Linked DNA regions of Anas platyrhynchos: region 1 is linked to region 2. A link is a contact called in public Hi-C data. All regions are on one chromosome and are shown on one strand. Each heading gives the region's core, a stretch centred on a gene start, on an enhancer-like site or on the middle of the called end of the contact. The rest is flanking DNA. Distances are from core to core; before and after follow the strand shown.

Evidence for each region. A called contact is a pair of places that touch in the nucleus more often than the background predicts.
Region 1: a contact with region 2 is called in a Hi-C map of subcutaneous adipose tissue, with 2.1 times the contacts expected there. The contact joins the promoter of PRR5L here to the promoter of FJX1 in region 2. A contact is called at or near these places in 2 of 8 Hi-C or Micro-C datasets (liver and subcutaneous adipose tissue).

Annotation. Positions count from the first base shown.
Region 1 is chr5:49,759,133-49,765,506 of IASCAAS_PekinDuck_T2T, forward strand. It overlaps PRR5L (proline rich 5 like), which reads left to right and starts at 4,898. Exons shown (of 20, transcript XM_038179131.2): 1 at 4,898-5,518. It overlaps COMMD9 (COMM domain containing 9), which reads right to left and starts at 4,945. Exons shown (of 6, transcript XM_027458516.3): 1 at 4,795-4,945; 2 at 4,571-4,696; 3 at 4,318-4,457; 4 at 4,103-4,137; 5 at 893-996; 6 at 1-61. The coding sequence starts at 4,845.
Region 2 is chr5:49,535,704-49,541,881 of IASCAAS_PekinDuck_T2T, forward strand. It overlaps FJX1 (four-jointed box kinase 1), which reads left to right and starts at 4,815. Exons shown (of 1, transcript XM_027458710.3): 1 at 4,815-6,178. The coding sequence starts at 4,977. The coding sequence ends at 6,149.

The sequences.
Region 1 (6,374 bases), core at 3,648-6,147, 220 kb after region 2:
GTTCCACAGTCAGTGCAGAAACAACAGGATTATTTCCACATAAGGCAGCATCTTCCTGAATCTGAAAACAGGAACGCAGTTGTTAGGTGTATGAAAAATCCATTGATGTTTTTTCCAGTGCCACTAGGAAAGTCAGTGCTTAATGGACAGGTTAAGAAAAACTTGGCATCCAGCTCCATCCTGAAGCCCAGAGCCCATTTTCTTGCTGTCAGCCTTACCCGTGGAGTGCACTCCCTTTAGCAGAGCGCCAGTAAGCACATTGAGCCGTGAATGTGGGGGAATTCTGAAGAGCCTCATGGCAGGAAGCCACATCCCTATCAGAAGCATCTTAGCAGATACCCCACACAACACGTAATCACATCCCACACACAGAAATTAATTGTTCCTCCTCCTCTGAAGCCTACCCATCCCATTTTTACTGGTTTGGGGGAATCAAGAGTTCTGTAGAATATGAGCATTAACTTTGGCTATGCTCCCTGAATGACAGATGGGGACAGTGATGGAAATTATTAGTAATCAGAAGACATCTCCCAACTAAAACATACTGCTGAGTGACTTAGAACTAAAGGCCAATGGCTTCCCTGTAATTTATCTTTCTTTCTGTAGAGAACAATGGTGGCTAGGCACAAGTACGCTGCTTTCTCTCATCATCATGCAAAGAAATCTCTCCCTCACCACAAAAACATGGCTTTCATTGCAGAGATCATTCCCAGGTTCTGCTGTATGTCAAAGTCACCTCTGAGAAAGTCTGTGAATTGCTCAGGGGCCTCACTGCTCCTACCCTTCAGGCAGTAAGCAAGCACCAGATGCCTGTCCAAACTATTTTGTGCTGCCACTGGTAAATCAGGTGTTGGACTCAGTTATTTTGGTCCTGTACAGGTCCTGACATTACCTTTAACTGCAGCAGGCAAGTAGGGACTGCCATTCTGTTGATTGTGTCTGACGATGTCTTGATGTCCACCCTCCAGTCCATGTCGACCAGCCGAGGCAAGGAGACTGAGGGATTAAAAAACAGGGATCAATTAGGCCTGGCAGCACACGATGCCTCCAGAACCCGTGCCTGTCACCATACACATGCCTCTCTGCTAACAGAATCCTGCTGGTCCTGTGAAAAATGTACGGCTGTAGTGCTACTACCTGGCTTCACATCATTTTTATGTTGTAATAAGCCAGTCAATAAGGCCTCCATGTGACGCTGGAATAACAAACAGGGTTCTCCATCATCACAAGCAAGGATGCTAAAATGCAAGACAAGCACAGCTAAATTCACAGAGCAGCTAAGAGAAGGGGAGCAATAAGTTATCTTCACCTCTTCATACCCTGCTTGCAAGACTCAGTGTTTAATCATGAGTTACTCTGGGACCTGCTATACTCTGTTCTGTAACTGGCAAGAAAGCACGTAGGAATCTTCTTAAAAACCAAGCAGTACAGAACTGGGAAACCGGAATCTTCACACGTCCTGCCAATTTGTTAAAAATATTGAAGATGTAGTTTCAGTTCCATCCTAGTCAGATCTCGCATTAGAGAAATCATTGAGGAGTCTGATGCAACATCGACATCCATAGTGCTGGGGCTGCAAATTCCATCAGCCTTCCACTGGGAAGGAAAAGGTCCAACTTGGTTGCCCTGCCAGGAAACTTGTGCAGCTGGCCCTTGCTGCAGAGAAGAGATGGGGACAGTCACTGGTGATGGCATGTACTTAATGGAGTACTGCACATTGCGCTGTGAGCCCCTGTCATCCCCACTTTGCAGCTGTTGCATTTATAAGACACATAACACCTCTCGCATCTTTTTCAACTCTATTTTCTGGTAAAAGCTGAGCTACGCTTCTTGTGTTCAACAGTGCAGCATCCAATTTCCTGGGAAAACCAGTAACTTCTCGCTAGAAGGAAGTCTACACTAGGGACATGGGAACAATGGCAAACCCTCTCAGTTTGAAACAGGCATTTGCAGCTAGTAGGCTTAACTACTGTGTCAGAACAAATGAGAACCAGGCACACAGGGAAACATTGTTCCTGTGTGGCTCAGGCTTTTGAAATGAGTCTGAAAGAAACGTAGGACCAACCCCATAAAAGATCTGTAGAGAGATCATAGAATCATAGAATATCCTGAGTTGGAAGGGACCCTTAAGGATCATCAAGTCCAACTCTTGACACCGCACAGGTCTACCCAAAAGTTCAGACCATGTGACTAAGTGCACAGTCCAATCTCTTCTTAAATTCAGACAGGCTCGGTGCAGTGACCACTTCCCTGGGGAGCCTGTTCCAGTGTGCAACCACCCTCTCTGTGAAGAACCCCCTCCTTATGTCAAGCCTAAATTTCCCCTGCCTCGGCTTAACCCCGTTCCCGCGGGTCCTGTCGCTGGTGTTAATGGAGAAAAGGTCTCCTGCCTCTCGACAGATGATCGTTTATTCTTAAACTCAGTTTAAAATCTCAGCTGTGGTGCTTGCTAAGTTTGAGCATCTTTGCAAAGCCTTGGCAAATAACTGCTGGTGGTCAGGTTTGGTATCTATTTAAGGGTATCAGAGGGGGATGAAGAAGCAAAGACTAAACCTGTACTGAATGCTGCAGAAAGAACTGTTCCAACAGGCAACTGCAGCCTGCCTGGATTCTGCATGCCATAAGGTGCTAGTTTCCTCCCTGAGGGCCGATCCCATGTGATCCCAAGCTTTCCTTCTGCTTCCTGGTGCTCAGAGGAATTTGTCTTTATCGGGAAAAGGCTCCTCCTCCCCTCAGAACTCCAGGGGGCACTGCAGAATTGGCTGCCTTGCTCTTGTGTTTGGAAGAAATTCCAGTTTACAGTCCATCAGGACCAGCACTTGGCAGTATTTGCAACAACATAAAATGCATCTGTTTAGTCTTGTATGTTAATTTGCAAAGATTGATTGTTGGCAGCTTGGAGGGACAGGAAGCCATCCACATTTTCAGATTAACACAGAACTATCAGTTGGAGTGTCGGTTCTTTAAAGCACTGCCTTGGCCCCTGTGTAATATGTGTTGGATATTTCATGAATATAACATTAAAATAATCCATCATTTCTTAAAAAAATAAATTACAACAGGGCTAAATCTAATAAATACAAAAACACTTCATCTCGGAGCAAAGCTCCAGGAGCCATACACCCAGCCTTGCTTCTCCTTTGTGCAGACCTAGCTAGTGTGTCGCTGGCATGTCATGCTTGTTCTCATTTCCTCTAAGGCATGATAGTGTTAAGGATACAGGAAAAAGCACTGCGTGTCTTGGCAACGCTAGAACAATGTTTAGACTAAGCAGCTGCTGTATTTACTGTATTAGCATTATGCAATAGTTTCCTCCCCCTCCCTATTTTCTACCATTTATACTATTAAGATTTTTGAGGGACAGTGGTTTTCCGGGTCTTGCTATAGTGTTTACTTCTTGGACATCATCTCCTCTGCAGGCTAAGAGAAAGGCCAAGAGGATCTATGCAGACCTCAGAGTACTCCTGTTATGAATCAGCTCTCATTTCTAAGTGCTACGGCTGAAAAGAAAACCTCTTAAGGGAAAAAACAAACGAGTATAGCTGTGTGGAGCACTTAACTAGGAGGTTACTCACTGACTGATGCTACTGATAACATTTGCACGGCTTAACTACATCACGCTTTAGAAAGGTGAGGAAAAAGCAAGTTATGAGTGTGCCACATCTGGAAGAGAAAGAATGCATAGAAGTGACTGAATGTGCACAGATAAGGCATTCCCCAATACAAACATATGCTTTGCAGCTCATAGTTGTTGGCTATGGACATCATTTAAAGACCTGAATTGGGAGGTCAGAGTGCTTCATATTCAGAAGTTCGGCAAATACTTGCCATGTCCACACTGCATTCTGCCATGTAGCAACAGATCGAGCATTAAGTGAAATCGCTCCCAGACTGGAAACAATTTAGCACAGATCTGAATACAAACTTACTGGCTGCTCCTAAGCTGAATGATGCCCCAAGCATACAGCTTCATCTAAGGCAAAGGGTGCTATCTTTGTGCTGCACCGCACTGAAACACTCTGTGATGCACAGTGCTGAACTCCAAGCTCGCTCAAATGACCTCAGGAGCGTTAATTTTATCAGAACGTGAGACGCTACTTACTCTGACTTGCTTGTGCCTCATTCCTCCAAGCACAGCTGTGAAAAGAAGGGAAAAAATGGTATCAGCACTGGGCTCAGCTCATCGCGGGCGCTGCGATTCAGCCCGCAGCGTGCCCAACACGGCCAGAACCAAAACCCTGCGCTGCCAAGCACCCACGTAGCAAACCAGGCGAACCCACCTGAACTTCCCAACCGAAAGCGGCCGGTAACACTCACACGTTCTCCAGGATTATCTTAGTTAGGAGATTCTTCAGGTTTTGGTGGAAGTCTTCTGGAAAGAGCGCCAGGACATCTTCCGCCCTCGTCAAGCCGCGGTACACGACGTGCCTGGTGAGGCTGTGCAGGGCGGCCACCAGCTGCAGGACAGGCAGACGGGAGAAGGGGGCTCCAGCCCGGACAAGGAGCAGCCCCCAGCCCCCTCCACCCCCGCGGCTCGCCTCCACCTCGCACCCGGGGCCACGGCTCCTACCTGCGCCGCCTCCTCGGGGCTGGCGGCGATGGCGGGGCAGGCGCGCTGCGCCAGCGGGCCGAGCCCGGCGGGCGGGCTGGAGAAGCAGTCCTGGCACAGCTGCCGCACGGCCTCCTTCGACGGCGCCTGCCGGGGAGCAAAGCGGGACGCGCTCAGCCGCCGCCGCCGCCGGGCAGGGAACGGCCCCCGGCAGCGCCGTGGCGGCGGCCCCGCAGCCCGCTCACCTTCAGCAGGCCCCGCAGGGCGGCGAACTCCCCCTCACGCAGCGCCGCCATCTTGGCGCCCTCAGCGGGGGCGGGAGCCGCGCCTCAGCTCCCGCCCCGCCGCCATCTTGTTGGGGCGGGGCAGGGCGGGCACGCCGGGCAGTGTAGTCTTGGTTCTGGTCCTGGTCCTGGTCCTGGCCCTGGCTTTAACGCGGGATAAAAGTGAAAAAAACAAAACAAAACTGAAAGCTGTGAAGTGTTTCAGCCTCAGCTCCCAGTCCGTAAAGCGAGCTGCTGTGACAGTTATCGGGGCTGAAGTGCAGGATAACGTTTTGCACCCAATTAGCGTGCGTCCTGCGTCAAACTTTACAGACCCACACTGCAGTGCCCTTTCTGAAATACCTGACGTGATTTTTATTTTTTTTTTTTTGGTCATTTCTGTCAGTGCAATGAAGAGCGAAACCAGACCCAGAGCTTAAGCCACATGTAGTGCCTTAAACCACCTCACCACAAGGGCAAGGGTGGCACCGAGAGGTCTCTGGCTGCAGGCCACCCGCACGGTGTCTGCTCCTCGCTGAGAGGAAAACTACCTGGCACAGCCATGCTAGGATGATGTTGTGCCGGCCCAGAGCTCGCCTGCTGCCGTGCAGCTCCAAGGAGCAAGAGCGCACGTGGAGGGGACCAGCCTCCGTCCTTCAAGAGCCTGCAGGCATTTGGGCAAAGTCTGCTCTGCAGCATGCACAAGGTAGGATGTGCACCATGTGAGTGGTGCATGGCCCGGGCTGAGGTCAGAGCCTCGGGTACCTGGCAGTGCAGTCGTGACCTGTGTCAACAGTGAGATCGCTGGGGTGAGAGCAAGCCCTAAATTCTCCCTTCTCCCGCTTTTCCCTCTCGGATGTAATCAATTGTTTACTGTCAGTGCAAATCCCTTTGGTGGATGCAGAGTTTAGCAGTAAACATGCTGTTTTCAGCCAGTGGGAACTGGAGGCAAAAGATTTATCATAGCATTGCTGTAATGATATGGACCATTACCTTAGTAAACTGTGTGCATTTTACACTTTATAAAAGATATTCAAATAAATCCTCTTTCCGAGAGAGAAATTGTCTCTTTTTTGTCTTGTATAATTCACAGCACATCTGGTGCCAGAATATCTGTGTAATCTATGGGCTTTCTCATCACCTTTTCTGTCAAAACATCTTCATTTTCATTTGCATTGTTCTCCTGTAGGCAGAATAATGCATGGTAAGAAATGCTAATGGGATGTCATTTGCATTGGGCTCCACAGGTTTGGCAAAGTAAAGGGATTCCTATTACTTTCTCAAGCTGGGAAACCATGAAGAGCAGTAGAATCCAAAGGGAGAGTATTTTATTTTCTAGCATTTTTCGTGAGGAACAGGAAATGAGTCTCGGGGAACAATTCTGGGGGTATGAGTGTACCATCTGTGGCCTCTTCAAATTACTTAGTATGATTGATGAGTTCAGAGAGCTGCAGTATACTCGTGCTGCTTTCTCTAGCTCTGTGTTACCGATCAGGTTAGCCCAGTGCAGGCAGTACATTGTGGAAGGCTGAAGGTCGGCCGTATGGAGTCTTCTGAATGGA
Region 2 (6,178 bases), core at 3,565-6,064:
CTCTGAGCTCCAGGAAATGTCCCAGCTGGCTCCCGGCTCCCCGTGGCTCCCGGCTCCCCGTGTGTGCACGGGAGGCAGTCGCTGTCCCGTGTCAGAGCTGACATCCCGACCTGCAGAGCTCCCAGCATGGGGTCCGGCTTTGATTGTGAGATTTGGACTTCCCTACACACCACACACACGACCCCGCAGCCCTTGTTCTGCCCCAATGTAAAGAAACCTCACCTCCTTGTTCCTGGGGCACAATGTGCATGAAACGTTTCATTTGTCTTTGCACCCTTGACCTGATTTCATCTGGGGAGGGAAGGAGGCTGACATGGGCCAGTCGTGAGGGAGCTGAGCTCTTTGCTTCTATGCTGGCACTGTGACCATCGAGCTCTACTAAAAGCAATAGATCTTGGAACAGCTTGGATTTAACTGGTGATTCCTGGCTATACATTAATGACATTTTAACCACTTCCATCCACTCCACAGCATTTGACTGGGAGTAGAAACTCTTAGACTCGACCTTGACATTTGAACATAATAAAGCCGCTAGGGTGGGTGTTGCACGTTAAATATTATTTTGCTTCCTGAGCAGAATTCACAAGACAGCCCATCTGAGCCTGTCTCCGCACAGCCTAAACATCACCCTCCCACCTAGCGAGTATCGCACCTTCCTCGGCTTTGGCAGCAGGAGAGGGGAAGCTCCCAAAGACCTCATGGGGTCTCCTGAGGACCTGGAGAGCTGCGGCTCCTGGAGAGAGGATGGTGCTACAGGGGGCTTGGTCTGCTGGCTGCTCTCTGCTCAGCCCTAGGACAGCCTGAGTCCAGGAAGGGTCTGCTCACACCCACTGCAAAGCTTGAAAAAATGAGCACGTGTTATTTTCTCCATGATGCTTTTGCTCATTGGTGCTGTCTCCTGTTATCTCCTTGCTCTGTTTTTTTGTGTTTTGTGACTCAGTGGAAAGTCAGCTCCCGCGATGGCTAACAAAGAGCAGGAGGAAGAGAGAGCTGACTTCAGTAACTCATGACCGTGTTTGTTTTTCTCTTCTTTGGGGGATTTGTTTCATGACTCTCGCTAAAGTGTTTACAGAAAGTTTGACAGCTAGGCAGAAAGTCATTTGCAAGGAAACTGGGATAAATCAAAACAAAAGCGTTGGTCGGTTTCCCAGAGGAAGAAGAGCTCTCTGTAAGGTCCGTGCTGCCCTTCCTCTCCACCCACAGGTTGGGGGAGCTCAGATGCAACAGGAGGGAGCAGAGCGGAGATGAGGGCTGAATGAACCAAGGCTGGATGGAGGATGGAGGAACTGGGGAAGCTCATGTATTCCCCAAACCCTTCTGCTTTTTTCCTTTCTTTAATTTGGTGTCAGTGAGAAGGCAACACAAATCAGGAGTTAACTGCGATGTCAGGGAATAGTGACAACAGAAATAACACAGCTCTGCTGTGCTGACTTCCTCAAGAGCCCCCCAGCTGCTCCCAGCTGTCCAGAAGAACCCGGAGGCTGCTTTAGATGTCACCAGATAAGTTACGGTTACAGCACCCCGTTCTGCAAGGGCAAAAACCGCAGCACGGGCACGCTGCGTGGCTCCCCTCGTGTGGCAGGGAAACGCAGCAGGGCCAGCCGTAGAAACCAGCCCTGGCACCACCTGTCTGGCAAACTGCTGGGTGCAAGAAAACCTGAGTAAGAGACTTGCTCCCGTGCTTTTCTGTTTCATTGCTCCTGACGAAAGCCACACGTTGTGCCGCACGTGGTAGGTGCTTTGTCCACTGCTCATGCCTCAGCCTGTGCCGGCCTGAGGCTCCTGGAGGAGCTGAGACACATTTGGATGTAAAAAAGTGTTATTGTATTTTTAATAAAGCCTATTGAATAAAAAATGGCGCTTAGATATTGGGTAGAGTTGGCTCCTGCCTGCAGTCCTTAACCTCTGAAGGGTACTTGCCCACTGCCATTTAAATCCCACGCAGCAGCTCTCTTCCGTCCTTCTCTTTATTCAGTCCTTAAGAGAATGCTAGTTAAATACCAGATAAGTAAATACGTAATCAATGAGACATTTATTGAATGTTAATGCCGTGTTTAATAAGGCTTAGAAATTTAAATGGGTCACATTAAGATGTAGAGTGCACAGCAGGGAAACTTCTCAATGTCACCAGCCCCGGTCACAGAGGAATCATGAGCTGGGGCCTTCGAAACGGGGACAGCTTCGAGGCTCAGGTGTGGGGGGCTTCTTTTTTCTGCCTCTCACCCCCCAGCAGGAGGGCTCCATACAGAGATGTCTCCACTGCAGGACTGACCACACAGAGATCCCTGTGGCTATGAGAGCCAAGCTGATAAATGCAGTGAGTCTCAATCTAGGGTGGCCACGGCAGACCCTGTTTATTTTCTGCAGCAAAGACTGAGAGCACCGGTCAATAACTTAACAGCTGGAATGCGTAGAAAAGTATTACAATAGGAATCGCAGCCGCAAGCAGGGCTGCCAGCGGAGACGTCTGCAAGGTGGAAATCCCATCACCCGAGTCACTCGAAACTGGACAAAAAACGCTGGAGAATGAGGGGCAGGAAGGGCCCCCACAGGGAGGAGAGGAGCGCACCGGCACCAGAGATGGGCCCATACCTGGGGAGACAGGTACCCCACTCCCTGCTGCCCACCTCCCGGCCTCGCATGGGGACAGAGGGTCCCTGCTTGGAGGGGAAAGGCCGGGGGAATTAAAGCGAAGGTCCAGGGAATCCATACATCACTTTCTTCTGTGCCTTCCCCTGTGCTCCTGGCAGCCAGAGGGGCTCCTCCGTCCTTGGAGGGGCTCCTGCTGCCCCTGCAGGCAGCGTGGTGAGAGAGGTTATCAGGGGCCTGGAAAACATCTTGCTATTTAAGCCAGCCCTGTTCCCTGCGCTGCTTGGAGGGAGCCGCACCGCTGGCCTTATGCTGGTGCAGCTGGGGTTGTTACCTCATGGCTAATTAGAGCGCTTTCACCGGCCCTGCAAAAGCTGCGCCTTTTTAGGACATGCTGAAAAGTTTAAGATGTGTCCTGGGTGTAGTTTTGCATTTTTTAACATTTTATGAGCATTTTTTAACTTCCTCTAGCAATAGCAACTCTGCCTTTAGGCTGGCCCCGTTTCTCCAGGCAAGTCTGGTCCATCCCAGCCTTCAGCTGGGCCCATCCCGGGGCTACCCAGTGCCTGCAGGGGGCATCGAGGGGAAGGGGGCACTGTTTGCAGTGAGATGACAGATTCTCTCCTTAAAGGCAGTATCTATCTAACGATGCGTATTTTTAATGGGTCTGCAGGGTGGCTCAGGAGGTCTGTGGTCAGCATGGTTGGCGTTTCTCTTCCAAAAAGACACTGGGTTTCCCCTCTCTCTTCTGTTACACTACATCAGGGCAGGTGCCTGGGCTAGATGTGGCAGCAGCACTGAGCAGTGTTCTCCGCTCATATGTTTTGGCAGCCAGGAGGAGAGGAGATTTGCTATCAGTGCATACGGCATGAAAATTGCTGGCGACGGGACCTGACCCCTCAGGATGCCCCATCAGAAAGCAGGGGCATGCACCCGATGCATTATTTATCCTCTCACACGGCGATTACCTTTCATCTCCCTGAATTGCCTCAGCAATTTCACTTGAAAGCATTCCTTGAGCCTCTTTACTTCCTGGCCTGGAAAAAATGTGCTTTGTGCGATGGATACAGACGCCTGTCCCCAGAAGGGACTGCAGGCTGTGGTCAGCCGCTCACCACGGCACGGTTTGGCTGGGCCGGACCTGCTGAGGGTGTCCCCCACGCCACCAGCAGTGAGGCCATAGCCTGATGTTGAATGCTCACGTGGAAAATCCTCCCGGCTGAGCCATCTGCCTCTGTTGGGGCTGGGCTGGCGCAAGGGGTGCTGCTGGCAGAGTGTTTTGGTCCAATTCTGTCACGAGAGCCTGCTCCTGGGCACCCTGGGGCTGAGGGCATCACCCACCACCTCCCATCTTGGCAGCTCACCTTTAGCAGGGCTGAAAACAAATCCCCTGCCTGGCTGAGCATTGGCAGGCACCTGACAAGTCTTGTGAATGCTTACAAGAGCCGGGCTCAAGAACTCAAGCACTTCCTCATTTATTGCCTTGATATTAAAGGCAGAGTCACAGATATTAAGAACAGGGAGAGGCAGCGTACCGGGGAGATAGGATCTGTGCTGTATGCGGAAATTGCTCGGCTTCGTGTCCTACATGGTGCTTCAGATTGCAAGAAAAGACCTCAGGAGCCCCATCTGCCAGGGAGCTTTTCTGAGAAACCAGAAGCGGAGCCTAAGCCATAGAAGAGCTCCCTGCTGCGGGCTGAGACACATTTGTAAAACACTTCCAGAAACTGCCCCGCACCTGAAGGGCCAGGTCCCTAATGCTCACCTCCCTGCTCTGCGATGCCTTCTCCAGCCCTGCCTCCCAAGGAAATAAGCCAACCCTGCCCTTCAGCCGCTGGGACGCCTCACCACGAGGGCTGCTTGTGTGGAGAGGGATGCTCGTGTAGCGTACAGCGGCACCGAGCACACAGCATCTCTCACACCGTGTGCTTGCCAGCAGGGCTTATTCCAGGAGTCCCACCCTTCCCCGGGAGAACCAGGCTGCTTCCCTGGCCGCCCTTCATCCGTGCTGGAGGCTTTTTCAGCCCCAGCTCTTCCCCCTGGACAGCAGCAGGCCGAGGGCTGAGCCCCTCCTGTTGCTCTCGGTGCTCGGCGGCGGCTGCAGCGGGGCCCCGGGCCCTGCGGGGGGCGCTGGCGCCTCACGGGGGCGGTCGGGGGGGGCCCGGCCCGGCCCCAGCTCCGCGTCGCCGCTTTTAGGGGCGGTGCCGGGGGCGGCGCGGGGCCCCCCGCAGCCGGGGCTGGGCGCACAGGGCGCGGGGCTGCCGCCGGGCCGGGGCTGGAGCCAGGACCGGCACCGGGGCTGGAGCCGGGCTCGCGGCTCCGGGCTCCGCTCCCCGCCGCCATGGGGCAGCGCCGGCCCGGCCCGGCGTGAGGCGGCGGCGGGCGGCATGGAGCGGGGCGGCCGCGCGGCGCTGGGGCTGCTGGCGCTGGGCGCGCTGCTGGGGCTCTGCGCGCTGCCCCCCCCGCAGCCCGGCCCGCAGCGGGGCGAGCCCCGGCGCGGCGGGCAGAAAACTTTCCGGGCGCTGCTGGCCGTGGGCCGGGAGCAGCAGGAGCAGGAGCAGGAGCGGGAGGAGCGGCAGGAGGCGGCCGGGCGGGCGGCGCCGGTGCGGCGGGGCATCTTCTGGAGCCGGGAGCTGGAGGCGCGGGTGCCGCGGGGCTTCGCGGCCGAGGAGGCGGCGGCGTGGCCGGCGGCCGCCCGAGCTGCCCGGGTGTCGTCGCTGGAGCGCGGCGGCTGCGGGCGCAGCTCCAACCGGCTGGCCAGGCTGTCGGACGGGAGCCGGGCCTGCGTGCGCTACGGGGTGAGCCCGGAGCAGATCCAGGGCGAGGCGCTGTCCTACCACCTGGCCGGCGTGCTGGGCATGCAGCAGCGCCTGCCGCCCATGGCGCTGGCGCTGGTGGAGCCCCGCGGGCGGCAGTGGGAGCCGGTGCGGGAGGAGCTGCGCGGCTCGCTGTGGGCCGAGGGCGCGGTGGTCAGCCTGACCCGCTGGGTGGACAACCTGACGGCCGTGGTGGCCCCCGCGCCCTGGGGCAGCGAGGCGGGCGGCGGGCGGCGGCCGCGGGCGCTGTCGGCGGCGGAGCTGGGCGGGCTGCCCGCCGCGCAGCTGGTGGAGCTGGTGCAGTGGAGCGACCTGATCCTCTTCGACTACCTGACGGCCAACTTCGACCGGCTGGCCAGCAACCTCTTCAGCCTGCAGTGGGACCCGCGCGTCATGCGGCGCGCCACCAGCAACCTGCTGCGCGGGCCCGACGGCGGGCTGGTCTTCATGGACAACGAGGCCGGGCTGGTGCACGGCTACCGCCTGCTCGCCGTCTGGGACCCCTACCACGAGCCGCTGCTGCGCTCCGTCTGCGTCTTCCGCGAGGGCACGGCCAAGCGGGTGGCCGAGCTGCACCGCCGCCGCAGCGCTGCCGCCGAGCTGCGCCGCCGGTACCGCGCCCGAGAGCCCCTCTGGGCCCACCTGGGCTTCCTCTCGGAGCGCCAGGCCGAGCTGCTGCAGGCCCGCGTCGACTTCGTGCACCGCCACATCGCCCACTGCCGCGCACAGGCCGCCGCGCTCTGACCCCCCAAGCCGGGTGCCCGAAGCCGGGT